4 separate regions of the Sus scrofa genome follow, and all the other regions are linked to region 4. A link is a contact called in public Hi-C and HiChIP or PLAC-seq data. All regions are on one chromosome and are shown on one strand. The core of a region is the stretch at or near the end of the contact, and the rest is flanking DNA. Distances in the headings are between cores, read along the strand shown. Region 1 overlaps LONP2 (lon protease homolog 2, peroxisomal). Region 2 overlaps LONP2 (lon protease homolog 2, peroxisomal). Region 3 holds the start of N4BP1 (NEDD4-binding protein 1). Region 4 has its middle 71 kb from the start of SIAH1.

Region 1 (2,700 bases), core at 85-2,584, 170 kb before region 4:
ACCACAGCTCATGGCAACGCCGGATCCTTAATCCACTGAGCGAGGCCAGGGATTGAACACGCATCCTCGTGGATGCTAGTCGGGTTTGTTAACCACTGGGAACTCCGACAGATTTCTGTTTTAAATCTTCACTGAAATTGATATAAAATTTGTTCACTTTTTTCAAGTGAGTATACCTTTGTGTATGTGGCTGTCATTAAGAGAACTGAATCTAAAGAAGATAAAAATTTCTTCTTTTTTTTTTTTTTCCTTTTTATGGCCACACCTATGGCATATGGAAGTTCCCTGGCAAGGAGTCAAATGGGAGCTACAGCTACAGCAATGCCAGATCTGAGCCACATCTGTGACCTACACTGTAGCAATGCTGGATCCTAAACCCACGGAGCAGAGCCAGGGATTGATCGCACATCCTCATGGATACAACATCAGGTCCTTAACCCACTGAGCCATAATGGAAACTCCAAGAATTTCTTTTCTTTTTTTTTTTTTTTTCTTTTTTTTTTCCTTTTTAGAGCTGTACCTGAGGCACGTGGAGGTTCCCAGGCTAGGAGTCGAATTGGAGCTACAGCTGCCAGCTTATGCCACAGCCACACTTGGGACCTAAACCATGTCTGTGACCTACACCACAGCTCACAGAAACTCCGGATCCCTAACCCACTGAGCAAGGCCAGGGATCGGATCCATATCCTCATGGATCCTAGTTGGGTTCCTTAACTGCTGAGCCAGGAAGGGAACTCCAAGAATTTATTTTCTTTATTGAGTCTTTTGTGAAGGGAGCTTTTGTATGTGTAAGTATAAGGTTTTTAGAAATGTATGGTGCATATTGAGGTTATAATCATTGCCAAATAAAAAGTATGTGAATTTGTCTTTTGAGTCATTCTGAAAGCCTGATTTCCGATACACCTTGCTGGTAAGTAAGTACTCCCTAGCCGTCACTGTACCAGACGTTTCATTAAACACTCCAACAACCTGCCCTTGTGCTGTTGGGGTCTTACTCCCCACCCACCCTCTCAATTATCAAAGCCTGGAGAAAATTACGTGAAAACCGGTTTGGAAGCAGGTAGAGAGGGGGCTGTGGTTAACTAGAGGGATGGAGGGATTGGGAGCAGACTGTGCGCCTGTGTCAGAGGTAGGGGTCGAGGAGGCGACTGGAGGGGAGAAAGAACAGTAGAGGATTAGAGCATGACCAGGGGTGGGGTGTGCAGGAACAAGTGGTTCCATGTGACAGTTGAGGCATTTTGGGAACACCCAGGTCATGGCATTTAAGTACTGGTCACATGCTCACAAGCAGAGTTCAGGCGAAGTTTTGTTTTTGCTCAGCCTGAGTAGGCAGCACTGTTCTGCAGCCTTAAAATAGCCAGGGGAAAACAGAGCTGCTTTCTGTTGTCTGTCCTGCTTATTCTCTCGATCCTGTTGTTGACTTTCCCTTTTTGCCCTGCATGGAGCTCCAGCCTTTTGGTAGAAGTACCTGTTTATGTGAAGGAAGATGCTAATACATTCGGAATTGATTTTAAAATCAACCTAAGACATGTCTTTCAGCGTGAAAGTGATCACGAGGCGGGAGATGGGGAAGAAAAAGAAAGACTCGCTTTACGTTTAAATCTGAAACTGGGAACATTATAGGGATCCGACTAAACATTGGCCCATTGTTTTGGTTGATATTATTTTGAGTGGATTAAAGGAAGAATAGTCATATTTATGCTGCATATTAACTAATGCATTTTTTCCAGTCTTAGCCTTTCTCATTTCTCATTATCTCCGTTGGGACTTTTCTAACTACCTTATAAGCCACAGAATGTCTGTTCTCATCTGTCAGTTTTTATGACTTACATTTTTATTTTTAAATCAGTTCATAGGCAGTAAGTATAAAGTGACTTCTTTTAGAATGAAGTTTTATGAAATCATGTTCATGTAACATTCTTTTCTCCATTAGCTGTTCCTCGGTGAATTATATTACTCTTGTGATAGTTCTCAAGTTATTGGTGACGGTAATTCTTTGGAAGTCGCTTACCAAGTGTTTGTTCAGATGATAAAATTTTATCGCTGCCAGGAATCCTTGGCTCAGTTTTCAAACAGAAGAGAAGAAAAATCAACTTTTGCCTTCTCCATTCTTAAATTTTCGTCTGTAACCCGAAATGGCCATGCTTTAAATATTAAATTAGCTCTTTCATTCTTAATCTCTACAAGGGAAAAATAACTGAAGCAGCACGCTTTTAATATATATTTAGCCTAGTGTGCCAGACACATTGCAGTGTGCTCACTAGCCTCCTTATAACCTGTATTTGCATACAGCGCCTCTCTGCCTCTAAACCTTACCGGTTTCTCTTGAGGCCCCAACGCAAGGCTTCCTCCTTTAAGATAAGTGCAGTCGGCTGTGCCCTGCTCTCCTCTGCACTGACCACTTACTGTCTGTTGTGCTCTTTGAATGACTAAATAATACAGGCCTCTGGCATTGCTAATACATACCTGGAGAGAGAAAGTGTAAACATATGAAGCAGGAGCTCTGTAGGATAGGGGTTTTCCCACACCTTCTGCTCCTTTGTGTCACCCGGTGCTGTCGCCACCGCACCAGACATGGCCGAGTAGTAAGTGATCCCTAAGTGCTGTGTGCATTCAGGTCAGATTAAAATGTGATTACGTGTTGGAAGTCATGCAGTCCTTTAGATGAGTGCGTCCAAACAAGTGACTGTCTAAGAAGAT
Region 2 (2,736 bases), core at 225-2,724, 150 kb before region 4:
AACTCATCTTTTTAATTTTGGTTTGTTAAATGGAAAGGGAGCAATTATCGTACTGGAATTTTACCTGATAGAATTTAACGACAGAGTAAATTTATATTCATTGAAGCTTTTAAGTAGATAAGAACATAAAGTCTTTTAAACATATAAATTAATGTGTAATTCCAACATCTAGAGGGAAAAATGCTTTTATAGGGACCCCTTAGTTTTGTTTTGTTTTGTTAAAATTTATAATCAAAACTCTGGAAATAGCCCTCTTGCAGCTCTTCCCTCCAAATCGTAATTGAGTCTTTGTTGTTGCCATTGCAAGTTTTTTCCTTTATGTATCAAATTATGCTAAAGAAAAGAGGGTATTTGCCTATTAAATAATAAAATACAAACTTGCATTTGTGTTAAGGAGGTAATTATCTCTAATGAGATAGCTTTTTTTTCTCTTTGAGATACATCATTTAATCAAAAGACTTTCAAACTCTGTGCTTCTTTAGTAAGTGCTCGTCTTATGTGTGAGGAAGTTGGAAATTTGAACATTTATTGCTTGGGGATTAAATTTCTTTCTACTGATTATAGTCTTAGTGGAAGTCATACCTCAGTTCCTTCTAAATCCAAGATCCTTTGAATCTGCATTGCATTTCCTCATGGCACTGTGGACGCCACGTGAGTAATGACGGCTTCTTTCCAGGGTATACACAAGAGGAGAAGATCGAGATCGCCCACAGGCACTTGATCCCAAAGCAACTGGAGCAGCATGGGCTGACTCCTCAGCAGATTCAGATCCCTCAGGTGACTACTCTGGACGTCATCACCAGGTTAGTCAGCTGTCCTGAGGCTTCAGTCATGTCCAAGCCTGGAACGTAGATTCCTGTTTGACTGGCACCTCAGAGCATCCGCTTTCCCCTGTGCAGCCAGTTCCCAGCAAACCTTTCCGTGTAACTGTCGACGTGCACAGGGCTCTGTAGGAGGCAGAGAGTCACAGAGGAAGCACTTTTAGAGTCTCTTCATAGCTAACTAAGGACTCATAGTTCAGCCAGAATTTCAACTTTTCCCTAACAGCAGCGCATGGAATTAATTTGATAAGTTAACAACCAAAAACATGGAAACTCTTGAGACACCTTTTATGCCCCAGGATCCTGAAAGTTGAATGCTCCCAAGACGTGAGATGCAGCTTCCAGACATCGGTTTGAAGTTACTCAGATTTTCTTTTCCTCCCTTTGAGAGGTTTTTTTTTTTTTTTTTTAAATCCTTAGTTTTCGTCCTTGGAATTAACACCAAACAACAGAGAAGATACTTTCCCAAGTTAGCTACCAAGTAGTTAAGCCTATGGCAAGCAGTGCATAAATTATCTGAGTAGAGTATTGCTTCATCTGACGTACAGATTGCACGTTTGACTGGAAAATGTATCCTGTTGAGAATTTCTGTCTACAATAGCCTCTCACAGTTTTCCTGGCTCAGCATTGCAGGTCCATTGCATCATCTGGCAAGTGGTGTCAGGCTGCCAGGACTCCTCCTGCAGCCTGTTCCCAGTAACCACTGGTTTTCAAAGGAGGGGAAGTCTCTCTCTGTTTTGAACTTTGACTTAGAGTTTGGCCAGTCAGACTGCTTTTTGATCGAAGCCAGCCTCCTTATGAAAGTCTCTTTGGAAGTCGGTTTAAATTTACATGCGAAACAGTAAGACTCAGTCTGACCTGGGAGTTCCTTTTCTTGTGACTTACTGGGTAGATGATGCCAGAGGAAATAAAACAGGTGATTTATACACCAAAGTCTTCCAAAAATATCATTATTCCAGATAACACCCCTGATGTCTTTGGGTAACTTTCAATAAGTCACTGAACCCTTTTTGATAGCTTCCCCATCTGTAATATATGAGCAATAGAGAAAAATAGCCATTCATAGCTTATCTGGATCTAAATGCGAATGACTTGAGGAGTAATTGCTATTTGTATTTCCCAGTTGTTGTCTGGAGAACGATTTCTTTTTCTTTTTCTTTTTTTATTCTTTTTTAGAGCACTATATTTTTTTATGTATTTTTTGGCCGCATTCTTGGCATGTCAAGGGTCCTGGGCCAGGGATTGAACCCGAGCCACAGCTTCAGTCTACATCACAGTTGGGGCAACGCTGGATCCTTAACCTACCTGTCACAAAGGAACTTCCGTGTTTCCTTTTCATGTACTTGTTCACTCAAAACATCAGATATTGAAAGCTGTGAACATCAGGAAATTTCTCTGAGCAGTTTTCATATTTTTAAAAAACAGCACAGGTATTTGCTACACCAAGCAGGTTTTGGATATTTAGTGAGTTACCCAACTTCAGACATAGTTTTTCATCTTTCCCGTGTTTTTCGTCTTCTCCTATGTGGTAGTCAGACCCATAGAGTTCAGCAGGCAGAGAGGGAGTCCTAGAAGTCACCCCCTCCCTCTTGGCTCCCAGCGTAACTAGCCTGCTTGAATTACAGTGGTTACTGTAAACTCCTCTTTGGTGAGTAAATGTCACTGTTATAAAATAATCTTTATATTTACCTCCCTCTCATTTTCTCATTCTGCCCTATACATACACCTAGAATCTAAGTATACTCCCTTTCTTGTACAGCCCTTCTGGCATTAAAAAAAAAAAAAAAAAAAAAAAAAAAAAAAAAAAGGCTGTCATCCCATAAATGCTCTATTCTTCAAGTTAAACATTCCTATTATCTTTTTATCATTCCTCTCAACCTACTTTAAAGACATTTTACTCTGCTGATTAGTCTTT
Region 3 (2,700 bases), core at 51-2,550, 140 kb after region 4:
GATCCTTCCAGGACACTGTGAAATTTCCCTCCCTCAGAGGGGTCATCATTTGGGAGATGGGTATTAAGGACAAGCACCACCCCAGTCTGAATCCTGACTCTCCCACTTACTCAATGGGAAAACCTGGAGGAACCTGGCTCCCCAGAAGTCTTGCTGTCTTTTGGCTTGAGGAAGGAAGGGAATAGCTGAAGGTGTCCAAAAGAGGTATAAGTCTGAAATGCTGATTTAGAGAGAGGGTGAGTCACCTCTTCGAAAGTTTCAGTTTCCCCAGCTGTTTAAGACAGGAAGACAACAAAAATCTACCTCACTGGATTTTTTAAGGAATCCTTCTGCAGTACTTAACGTCTGAGGTGCTATAACCATTCAATAAATGTTAGTTGTACGTAAAATCGATACAGGGAACAAAGCTATTCTAAACACTGTTATAAACATCCCTCTCTTCTTGATGTTCTGAGGAACGTACTACCAACATGGTTTTGCTCACTCTTTCAAAAGGGGTCTGACACCCCCCCCAAAGGTTCAGAACCCCTTTGAACCTTCCCAGAGGAGACCTGGGAAGAGAAAAGCGGCTGAGGTGGTGGGCCAGAAAGCTGCGGGCCCAGCCATCAGGTCCTGCGCACCAGCCCGAGGGCTAGGGGGGAAAGACAACAACAGGCAACATTCTTAGCTCGTTCACTCCTTGCCAGTCACTGTGCACCGCGCTTTACACAATCACCTAATCGAATCCTCGCGAAAGCCCTTCAAGTCAAGTGCTGTCGTCAGCGCCACTCTACAAACAGGGAAACTGAGGCGCCGAGGATAAAACCGCTAACCCAAGGTCACATGGCTCGAGAGCCGAGGCTCGGGAGATTGCACTCCCACCATCGCGCGTCGCGGAGTCCGCGCATGAAGGGCAAGAAGGAAAGGGTGTGTGGGGGTGCCCAGGGACCCCGACCGACGGAAAGCTGCGCGCGCGCGCGCTGGGGCCGGGCCGGGGAAGGCGATCGCGCGGGGGCGGCGGCCGCACTCACCTTGGCGCTGTGCACCGCCTCCTGCGCCCCGAGGAGCTGCAGCCAGATGCGCGCGGGCAGAGGTTCCTCGGCCCCGAGCGCGCCGAGCACCGCCAGGCTCACGCCGAACAGGCCCTCGATGCGGCCGCGGCTCCGCTCCAGCAGCGCCGCCTTCTCGGCTGGCGCCGTAAATTCGTCCAGCACCGCCCGGGCCGCCATGGCGGGCGCGGCCTCCCGCGGCGGCGCCGGGGGCCGGCGGCGGCGACGCCCCCTCAGCGTGCTGCCGCTACACTCGAGCCGGTCAGTCGGCGTCGGCCCTCCCGGCCGCCTCGCCTCGGCCCGCGCCCCGCCGCCTGCCCGGAGGCCCGGCTACACCATCCCCGCGCGGCCGCCACAGCTGGGCAACTGCGGGGAAATAGCCCCTGCGCCGCTGCCGTCGCCGCTGCCGCCGCCGCCGCCGCCGCCGCGGGCCGGGCCCCGCAGCCGCGCCTGCGCACCGCCCGCCGCCGTCATTGAGAATCGCCGCCCCCGAGGGGCTGGGGCTGGAGTGTAGGCGACGGAGGCGACGTCACGCGCAGTCGCCATGCTTGTTTAGGGCAGAACGAAGGCAGGAACCTGGGCTGTCTTTGGTGAGGGTGCGACGCTTTGGGCGACCTGGTGGATGGTGAATTTCTGGATTTACAGTTGAGGTGGAGGCTCCGAGCCAGTAGGCGGGACGGAGCCGGTGTCACACAAGGGATCTGGCTTTTCTTCAGACATCTTGCAGCCCAATCTAGGGCTCTAACAGATTGAGTTATCGGCTTCTCAGTAATTGACCGATGGTTTTTCTCTCTTCCTCCTTCCTTCTCTCCCTCCCCCACCCTCCTGTCTCCCTGCCTGTCCTTTGCTTCCCTCTTTCCATTACTTTACTTTGTTCTTAAATAAAAATGTTGACGGGAAGAGAAGAAAATGGGAGTAATGTGTATGGTGATTTGAAAAGCAAAGAAATAATTAGGGAAAATTCAGAAGAGTGGTTTCTTCTGAGTGGGGAGGAGGAGAATGTGACATAGAAGTACCAGAAGTGGGGGATTAGGGGCTCTTCCATGATGTCAGTGGGGGTTTGGGAAAGTATACCCTAAGCCCTCTCCAGGTCCGTTTTCCCATCTGTAAATTCAACAGTTGCTCTTAGTTATCTCCAAAGTCTTTCCAGGTTTTTCATTCTCTGAGTCCATGGAAACAGGTTGTGGAAGATAAAGTGGTTTCCTTTGGGCTAAATGTTGGATAATTAGATACCATGATAATTAGGAACCATGAACGTACTTGTCTATGTTATACTGTCTCGTCTGTCAATGTAGATAACAATAGTACTTCCTATTATTGTGAAAATTAATATATAGTACCTGGACACGGTAAGTGAGCACCAAGTAGTAGCTGTTATTACTAAATTAGCCATATACTAAAGGCTTCATTTTCACAGAAAAGTTTTGTATGGATTATGCAGCCATACTGACCATGTGAGCCTGGGGGTCCCCTCCCTCTGTATAGATTCCCCCTTGAGGAGAAAGAAGGGGATCTAAAGATGTGGCAGTTGGAAAGGCCAAGGGGGAATGGTTTTGGTAAGAGGGAATACCCGAGGTAAAACCTCAAGGATCCGGGCTGCTGGGGTTTTCCATTTGCCTCAGAAGTTCAGGCAGGTGTGATCCCCTAGTGCCCCACCTAAAGATGACTCAGC
Region 4 (2,715 bases), core at 204-2,703:
TAATAAAAAATTTAAAAACCCATTATGGCTCAGAGGAAATGAATCCAACTAGTATCCATGTGGATGCAAGTTCGATCCCTGGCCTTGCTCAGTGGTTTAAGGATTTGGCATTGCCATGAGCTGTGGTGTAGGTCACAGAAGCGGCTCGGATTCTGCGTTTCTATGGCTGTAGCATAGGGCGGCAGCTGCAGCTCCGATTTGACTCCTAGCCTAGGAATTTCCACATGCTGCAACTGTGGACCTGAAAAAGCAAAAAAAAAAAAAAAATTAAAATTAAAAAACATTCTCTTTTATAATTTTTGTTTTTTGGGTTTTGAGGTTTTTTGTTTTTGTTTGTTTGTTTGTTTGTTTTGTCCATGCCCACGGCATTTGGAAGTTCCCAGGCCAGGGATCAAACCCAAGCCACAGCAGTGACAACATGTGATTCTTAACACACTGAGCCACCAGGGAACTCCTATAATTTTTGTATATCATTTCATAACATATACATTTATATATTTATAGCAAAACCCATCCTAGACAGGACTTGGAAAACCTCAGTTTTGGCCAAGTGGAAGATGGGCCTGTCTTCTTTCACAGGGTAAAGCCGGTTCTTTATTGGTAATGAGGTTGACTGGCATTGAACTCTACCTTCCACCTACTGAGCCCTCTCCAGCCATTCTCTTAACTCTAACAATCCCTCTGGGAAGTCAGTTGATGTTGTCGAATTATCCTCATTTTATGGAGGAAGAAACTCGAGTTCAAAGAGGTTAAGTGACTTGCCAGCTGTGAAGCTATTATGGTAACACACAGGTTAGTGTCCAGACCCTGTGTCCTCTCTGACTCTCTCTACGCCTCTTGGAGGATTGCTAGGTGCAGCCTGCATGCTCCAAGCAAGCGATTTCTCAGCAAAGCCACTGCCTCCTGGTGACAATCTCTGGTCCCTGCAGAGGCTGAGGTGGTGGATAGAACCCCAGGCTCTGCCAGGGGCTGGGCAATGGCAGGGCTCTGGGGAACCCTTCCCGCCAGCGCCTGTGGATGCTGGCTGTCTCTTAGTAACTGATGGTGGCATCAACAATGAAGGAGCTGCAACAGATACTGGATCCCATTTCAGAAATTCTGAGTTCTCCACAAGAGGTCTATCTGCCCTTTCCCTTGCTGATGGGTGCCCCTGAGCCCAAGGTCAGCCTTGCAGGGTACAGCTGGCAGCTTAGCACCCTCCCCCACCCCACCTCTGTGGACCCTGCTCTGCAGGGAGCCTGAGCTCTGGGCAGCAGAGCATGGGCTGCTCCTCCCAGGCCTCTTTGCCAGGCGCCAGGGTGGGAGGCGTCAGATCTGGGGCACTTCTGGCATTCTAATCCACCAAGGATTCCAGCAGGTGCCAAGTCTCTGGTATCAGGGGAAATGATCTCAGAGCTTTGGACGTGGCTGGCAGGCCATGGCCTGGACTTAAAGGTCCCCCAGCAGGCACCTGTCACCCGAGCTGGATGGTCTCATGTCCTTCCACGGCTCAGACCTTCCAGAATCAGAACGGAGCTGAGGGTTCTGGGAAGGAAGATAGGCTTCTAGAATAGGACAAAGCCTCGAAATTTCAAAACCCCTTTTGTGACTGTCCAGCTCCCTGAGGTGCAAAAAGATCTTTCCCCTGGGGCCAGTGGAGGAAAAGGAGAACACTGGGTGGGGTGGGGTGGGGTGGAGGGGTGGGGGTGAGGTGCAGCCCTCTGCCTCCAGGGATCTGTCACCACCTCTCCCAATGGATGTGAAACTCAAATCAGGGCTATTCTTCACATGGGGCACCTCCCAGGGCCACCACCTCCTCTCCCCCCTCAGCCCCCCCCATTGTCATGACCTTTTTTTTTTTTTTTTTTTTTTTTTTAAAAGCTGAGGAAACTTCAGGTTCAGAAAGGTTATCTGTGATCTGTTCAGAGCCAGGGTCTAAAGCTGCTCAGGAAGGAGCTTGACCTCAAATGCAGATTTTCCAATTTTTCTACCAGAACCCAAAGCACAGAGCCCTTCCTCAGCCAGCTCCCTGAAAAGCCGTGTAGGTGTGTTCCCTTTATATTTATGTACTCATCTATTCATCATCAATTTATTAAACATTTTCTCTGAGCCCAACTCTTGGCTGAAGGCTGGGGGAGGCGGAGGGCTTAAGGCGGAGAAGGCCTACTTTCTGCCTCAGAAGGAGAGAGCTTGGGGACTGGGAGTCCTGAACGCAGCCCTGAGGCATGAGTGATGTTGGGATGCAGGAGACAGCCAGACCTGCCCAGAAGCTGCAGCCTGTGGGTGCAGGATCGGAGTGGGCTTCTTGGAGGAGGTGGCCGGGAGGGGACACGAGGAGGAAAGATCTCTGTGGGAGCTGTGAAGGCCCTTCAGAGTCTTGAGGGATGTAATCAGGCAACAGGCCTTGGCACCACGCGGGCTGACGCTGGTACTGGGAGGCGTGTGAAGAGAGAGCAGGGGAGGAAGCAGCGGTGCGCATGCGCCGGGCTTGGCTGGCGCGGAAATGCGTCCACTGCGTCAGGGGCTTGGCTCTAGTGGGTCCCTGGTCACAGTCCACCCTGGACAAGGGGCAGCCCAGAAGCCTTTTACTTCCTCGTGGCCCTATGTGGGTGTTCTGCCCAAGGCTGGCCGGAGGCTGGCTGGCTGCCCCAAATGCCTGCCCCAAATGCCTGCCCAGCCGAGCCTTCTTTAAAGTCCCAGTTTCTTCCCAAATAATGTTACTTTGTAGAGGAGGCC

What was found. Hi-C and Micro-C count contacts between places; a contact is called where the count stands out from the background. HiChIP or PLAC-seq counts read pairs in DNA pulled down with a chosen protein or histone mark.
Region 1: a Hi-C map of skeletal muscle shows a contact between it and region 4, with 8 times the contacts expected there. The contact joins two enhancer-like sites. A contact is called at or near these places in 7 of 47 Hi-C or Micro-C datasets (embryonic fibroblasts, fetal skeletal muscle, heart right ventricle and 3 more) and 2 of 2 datasets of contacts at active chromatin or transcription factors (alveolar macrophages and skeletal muscle).
Region 2: a contact with region 4 is called in an H3K27ac HiChIP or PLAC-seq map of alveolar macrophages. The contact joins two enhancer-like sites. A contact is called at or near these places in 1 of 47 Hi-C or Micro-C datasets (fetal skeletal muscle) and 2 of 2 datasets of contacts at active chromatin or transcription factors (alveolar macrophages and skeletal muscle).
Region 3: a contact with region 4 is called in an H3K27ac HiChIP or PLAC-seq map of alveolar macrophages, with 2.7 times the contacts expected there. The contact joins the promoter of N4BP1 here to the enhancer-like site in region 4. A contact is called at or near these places in 8 of 47 Hi-C or Micro-C datasets (alveolar macrophages, fetal heart ventricle, fetal skeletal muscle and 5 more) and 2 of 2 datasets of contacts at active chromatin or transcription factors (alveolar macrophages and skeletal muscle).

Annotation. Positions count from the first base shown.
Region 1 is chr6:36,434,160-36,436,859 of Sscrofa11.1, reverse strand. The region is part of intron 7 of LONP2 (lon protease homolog 2, peroxisomal); the gene reads left to right. Among named protein-coding and RNA genes, the nearest start is that of ABCC11, 27 kb to the left of the region's middle. Within about 2 kb of position 1,334, at least 40 of the 83 cell types and tissues checked have an H3K27ac peak or open chromatin away from gene starts, as enhancers often do. A contact at or near this core is called in alveolar macrophages, retroperitoneal adipose tissue and skeletal muscle, where this site is marked.
Region 2 is chr6:36,411,904-36,414,639 of Sscrofa11.1, reverse strand. It overlaps LONP2 (lon protease homolog 2, peroxisomal), which reads left to right. Exons shown (of 15, transcript XM_005664451.3): 10 at 677-803. Among named protein-coding and RNA genes, the nearest start is that of ABCC11, 49 kb to the left of the region's middle. Within about 2 kb of position 1,474, at least 35 of the 83 cell types and tissues checked have an H3K27ac peak or open chromatin away from gene starts, as enhancers often do. A contact at or near this core is called in alveolar macrophages and skeletal muscle, where this site is marked.
Region 3 is chr6:36,120,789-36,123,488 of Sscrofa11.1, reverse strand. It overlaps N4BP1 (NEDD4-binding protein 1), which reads right to left and starts at 1,300. Exons shown (of 7, transcript XM_003126990.5): 1 at 1,011-1,300. The coding sequence starts at 1,208.
Region 4 is chr6:36,265,674-36,268,388 of Sscrofa11.1, reverse strand. No RefSeq gene overlaps it. Among named protein-coding and RNA genes, the nearest start is that of SIAH1, 71 kb to the left of the region's middle. Within about 2 kb of position 1,453, at least 5 of the 83 cell types and tissues checked have an H3K27ac peak or open chromatin away from gene starts, as enhancers often do. A contact at or near this core is called in alveolar macrophages, retroperitoneal adipose tissue and skeletal muscle, where this site is marked.